Regions from separate parts of the Sus scrofa genome. Here region 2 is linked to region 1. Evidence: chromatin contacts called from public Hi-C data. All regions are on one chromosome and are shown on one strand. Each heading gives the region's core, a stretch centred on a gene start, on an enhancer-like site or on the middle of the called end of the contact. The rest is flanking DNA. Distances are from core to core; before and after follow the strand shown. Region 1 overlaps C14H12orf49 (UPF0454 protein C12orf49 homolog). Region 2 overlaps C14H12orf49 (UPF0454 protein C12orf49 homolog).

Region 1 (2,719 bases), core at 146-2,645:
CATCAGCGGGAGGAAAATACAGGCCCCCTTTTACTGAACTGCAGTGCCTGAGATGAAGGAGGAGAGGGAGGGGGAGAAAAAGTTAATTGCAGCAGGGGAGCTCAAACTGTCACAAGAAAAAAGTCTCCTGTCTGGCATCTGCCTCTTTGTACACCATCGTCCCCGTCTCGGGTGAGCTGCAGGAGAGGACCACGTTTTAGTGATATTAATATAGACATTATCTATTGTCCATATCTATTTATCAGATATAATATCTTGCCTGGAGACCTATGACAGCAGGCATATTGCTAAAAGGAACTGTTCTTTTATCATGTACCCAGTATTTAGACCTTTAAAAAAAAACCTGCACAAACCTTCATTGATAATCAGATAAGACTGCAAGTTTATGTTTCTCTTTCTCTGGCAGAGGGACATTTTTGACAGGTGACCACCCCAATTGCTGTCACATTTGGGTGAAATAAATGCCAGGCATTTCTCTACAATGTAATTAGGCAGATCTAGTTAATGCTGTAGTGCTTTCAAGGTGAAATGAGCTTTTGTAATGAGAATTCCGAGCCCATGATACTTGTAGCCTTCTTTAAGAGCCTTGCATCTCCTTGAACCTCTTCATGAATGGGAGCTGGCATGGCTCCATTTTACAGCAGGGAAAATAGAGGCAAACAAAGGTCAGGGAAATTTCCAGAGGGTTGCAGAGCCAAAATGGGTATTCTGAAACTGGGATCCATCCTTGTTGTGGGTGGAGAGGGGGGTGCCCAAGGTTCTGTTCTAAAGCATGGGCTTACCTGGAATCAGATTCTTTTCTGATTACCAAGCACTTATTGTGTAAAAAGAAATCCATAAGAAGTCTCCTAAGCAAGATAAAGACCAGAAAATCTTTCATCTGATCCAAAAGATGACATCTTGCATCAATTATACATAAACCTTGGTTTTTCTCCATCAGAGGACTCTTCTTCCCTCCCCTAGTAAATATGGAATTTCTGCCTGGCTTTAGTGGATGAGTCATTCTGTCTTTAAAGATGTGTTAGGGGCAGTATTTACCTGCTCAGAATAGTGTTTCAGCAAAGATGTGCTTGGGATCAGAGCCTCTATGGTACTGAAGTTGATGGATGTACCTTTTTAAAGGAAAGGGAGCCCTGGAATCTAATTCCACTAACTCCAAGCACCCAGGGTGGTTAAAAACTTGCCTGGGCACCTCCACACATGGCCTCTTTATGTGCATCATCACTGCTGGGCCAGGGCCATCCCTAAAAACTGGATGGGTGACAGAGTGAATGACAAGAGTGCTTTTCCATCATTAAGTCGAAGTCTGATTGACATGGTAGCTAGGGCAGCCTTAAAGGGAAAGGGCTGCCTTAAGAGATTCAGGGGTATGTGCTGTCTATCGAACACTAGGGGGCAGTATCACCTTCTTCCTTACCCTAGGCTGTGGCTTCTTTAGGAATAGCTTTCCTCTCTCCTGAAGAAAAGCCAGGGCTGCTTGGGCAGAGGTGAGAGGGAGCCACTGGCCTCCAGAAAACTAAAGCTGCCTGACCCCCAAAGGGAGAGTGTTCCCTCCTTGCAGAGGGTGAGGGCCTGCCCTTATCTGTTGCTGGGGATTGTTGAACAAGAGCTGGGATTGGAGCCCCACAGGACTGGATGGGATTCTGACTGTGTGCCCCTCTCTGGACTCAGTTTCCTTATCTTCAGAATGGAAATGCCCATCCCCCAGAAAGGACGTCAGGATGGAATGAGATCATATGTACATAAACCTCCAACACAGCACAGGCACATAGGAGCTGCTGGAAAAATGCAGCTTCCTTCTTGTCCTTGCCTGCCACCTCCTCCCTCTGCCCCCCCATTCTCTCATTCCTTTCACAGCCCTGGAGTCTGTGCTCGATGTAACAGTGGAGGCTCATATCCAAACCCTGCCAAACCTCCTCTCCCTGCTCCCCCCACCCCCCAGCTCAGGGCACAGGGGCCCCTCCTCTCTCCACCTAGCTGGCTGTTGCAGGCCCAGCAAAGCACTATTCCCACGTGGAGCTGTCCTTTCCTTTCGAGCGTTACCACCACAGCCAGGCTGATGCTGGGCATGTGGGGGCCAGCCAGGGAGCCCTTCATTGTGGGTTTGTTTATTTTTATACACAACCTAGAAACATCTGCTCTGACATTTTCCAGCAAGGTTGCTGTTTCTCAGGTGCTGGTGCCCTAGTGCATCTGTAATTGGAAAGCAGAATGGTTGGGTAGCCTCTCCATTTGTGATAAACATTTCATTTGAAGAAGGCAGCTTATGGTGCCTAGGGGTCACATTGTATGCAAACAAGTATGTGTTAAAGAGAAGTCTGGGAAGCGAGACATGGCAAGGGTCTGTACAACTTTCTCTGAGACAAAAGACCAGCCATGGGGAGTTGACTGGAGCCCTTATCTGCTTCCTTGAATTGGAAGCCTGTTTTCCTTTTCTCAGATATTCCCTTTCTCAGTTTTGGTCACGTTGGTGTCCAGAGGTTCACTGATCAAGTGTATTTGATCAGAAATGTTTACTGAGCACCTACTCTGCCCAGATCTATACTAGGCTGTACATAAGGTACCACTTATACCCTAGGTAACATAATACAGAGTGGTGAGTGTCACCATGGGCAAGTGAAATAATACTAAGGGAAGTCAGAGAGGGAGTCAGGAAAGGCCTCGTGAGAAGTTTGCTAGGGAGAAGAGGAGGAAGGAGATTAGGGCATAGAAGAGCTTC
Region 2 (2,719 bases), core at 90-2,589, 230 kb after region 1:
CCCAGGGAGCCTCCCTGCCCCCGGCTATGCTTCACCCAGAGCCTGAGTCAAAACCACGTGGGTCAGAATGGGAAAGACACCTTCGTGGGGGCCTGGATCCTGGAGCTGTGCATCCAGTTGTCACATGCCCATCGGGAAGCCATGACGATGGCAGTTTGCAAGGGGAAGAGCTGGGGGTCAGAGGAGAGGAGCCCAGGGGCACATGGCTTTTCCTGGGCCAAGTGTTTGAAGGTTAAGATGAACATGCTGCACCGCAGCCGTGGGCACTGGCTTTTTGAGAGGAGACACGCTTTGTGCTGGGCCAGACCTGATGATGTGCCTTCACTTGCTTTGTCCCAAGCCACCTTGTGAAGTGGCAGTCACCCCCAGTCTGCAAACAGGGCTCAGGGAGGCTCCAAGAAGGGCTGTCCTGACTCAGGGGATCGTGCAGCCAGCAGAGTCAAACCTGAGCCTGCCCATCCCCGAAGCCCTCCCCCTCCCTCTCACCACTCCTCTCCCAGGTCACACTTCTCTTATCTTCCCCGATCCTTCCCGGCTGGGGCAGGTGCGCTGTGGGGAGGGGGGGCAGGGCAGGTGGGCCCTTCCTTCCTTCCTCTGGTCTTCATTCTTCAGAGTGAGAAAGAGCCTGGGTGTTTGAGTGAGTGAATATGTGTGACCGGGGTCTGGGTTTGCGTGTGCGTGTGTGCGTGTGTGTGGCTTTACAGATGAGCAGGGAAGGGATGGATGGGAATAGACATTCCTCGGAGGCTGGGCCCAGCCAGGGGGGCACCCCCACCCCCACCACCCCCCACCCCGCTCCTCCCTCCCCTCCCACAGCCTCTCCTCTCTCTTTCCTCCCCTGGCCCTTCCCCGAGGATTCTGTCAGGCAGCCTGGGACAGATGAAAAGAGCGACGATAGGGCGGGCACATCGCAGGGGGGTCAGCAGGGGCTAAGCGGGTCAGGGCCCTCGTCGCTGCCTCCCCAGGTTCCTGAACGCCAAGGATTACGGCTTCAACGTCTGCTGTTTAATCAGCTGGTAGCAATTTAACCATTACACCCCAGTGAGAGAATCCTAGACATTTCCTACAGGAGGGGGAGAGGGGAAGACTAAGATGGGAGGAATGCAGGAAGGCGGGGGAAAGGAGACACAAAACAGCTTTATTAAAAAGAAAAAGAGGAGAAGAAAAGGAATGTGATCTGTAATTGTATCTCAGTTTGAAATAAGCTCCCCGAGCTGGGTGGGGAAGCAGACCCCAGGAGACGCTGGAAGGGGGAAGCTGCAGGGCTGAAATGGGGAAGGTGGGTGCCGATGGGGGGCGGGGGACATTGGAGGAGCTCAGCTGTGGGATATGGGAAGGAGTTTGGTCTCCCCGGTTGAGGGGCGGTCTCAAATCCCAAGGAAGGCCCTGCCCTTTGCAAGCCATGCTGGATCTGGCCCGGCTGAAAGTGGAAACTGCAGAGCAGTTAGGCAAGAATTGATTCACTTTGCGCCACTGGCTTATCTGTAAAGTGCTTGGAAAATGAGATTGGCAGGCGAGGTGAGATTCTTTATCAAATGCACCTTCTTTCTGTAAAAAAAAATAAAACAAAAATCTTCTCCTGCTCACTCCCTTTTTTTCCGGGCCCTGATGTGCCTTAAGTGCTCATACCTGCATCCAGGTGACTCTGTCATCTGTTACTACACTTGGCTCCCATGCCAGGCAGAAAGGACCCTACTTTGTGTGGCTTGATGCAGAGCCCTGGGGAATGGTTGTCGGGGGTGGTGGTGGGGAACTTGGAAGAAAACCAGGATGGCATTTAGGGCATGGAAAGAGTGCCGCCTTGAAGTCTGTCTTGGTTGTCTGTCCTTGGTTGGCTGAGTTAACTGGGGCGAGTCGCTAAGCCTCTCTGAACCTCAGTACTTCACTTTTGATTTACAGAGGCCAGCACACTTTTTCTGCAAAGGATCAAATAGTAAATATCTTTGCAGGCCATGTAGTCTCTGTGGCAACTATTCAACTTTGTCACCGTAGCGTGAAAGCGGCCATGGACATCCACAAATGAACAAGCATAGCTGTGTCCAGTACAACTTTATTTACAAAAACAGGCAGCTGGCCCACAGGCTGTAGTTTGCTTAACCATAATCTACAAAATAGAAATGATGATGCTCCTGGGGCTTCATTAATTAAATTAAACACAGTGGCGTGTGATAGCACATGGTCAGGGTCCAAAACACATTGGCTGATTGTCATCCAGATGGAGTGAGCAAGACAGCTGAGGCTTCTCTGACCAACAAACTTTCTACCAGCTTTCCATCATTTCACGTTAGGCACAGGCAGATGCTGTGATTAAGTCAGTGAAGAAGCCACTAGTGGAAATTTAAAGGGACAAGGGCCTGGACATTGAAGAGCTAGGCTTTGCAGGGTGAATAGGAGTTTTCAGAGAGAGGATATGGGGCATAAAGGGAAAGTAATGACCTTCCTGCTCAGGGGAAACATACATGTATACATAGACACAAAGGCAGGAGGGTCCAGGATGGGCCATGGGTATGGAGAGGGTGTGGGAGAGAAAGAGGAAGGAGAAAGAGAGGTGTTATACCAGGGCCCTCCCTGTGCCCTACTTTGGGATTGTTCCAGGCTGGAGCAGGTATTTGAGGCCCAACAATCAAAGGGCTTCTCGGCTCTGCCCTCTGACCTTCCCTCTGCCCTTCTTCTCAATGCCTTACAGCCCCAAGTGACTCTTCACTGCTTCCAGGCAGAG

What was found. Hi-C and Micro-C count contacts between places; a contact is called where the count stands out from the background.
Region 2: a Hi-C map of embryonic fibroblasts shows a contact between it and region 1, with 2.3 times the contacts expected there. The contact joins two enhancer-like sites. A contact is called at or near these places in 2 of 47 Hi-C or Micro-C datasets (embryonic fibroblasts and epiblast stem cells).

The regions. Positions count from the first base shown.
Region 1 is chr14:35,746,101-35,748,819 of Sscrofa11.1, forward strand. The region is part of intron 4 of C14H12orf49 (UPF0454 protein C12orf49 homolog); the gene reads left to right. Among named protein-coding and RNA genes, the nearest start is that of C14H12orf49, 42 kb to the left of the region's middle. Within about 2 kb of position 1,396, at least 16 of the 83 cell types and tissues checked have an H3K27ac peak or open chromatin away from gene starts, as enhancers often do. A contact at or near this core is called in embryonic fibroblasts, where this site is marked.
Region 2 is chr14:35,975,007-35,977,725 of Sscrofa11.1, forward strand. All of the region lies in intron 5 of C14H12orf49 (UPF0454 protein C12orf49 homolog), which reads left to right. Among named protein-coding and RNA genes, the nearest start is that of MED13L, 85 kb to the right of the region's middle. Within about 2 kb of position 1,340, at least 23 of the 83 cell types and tissues checked have an H3K27ac peak or open chromatin away from gene starts, as enhancers often do. A contact at or near this core is called in embryonic fibroblasts, where this site is marked.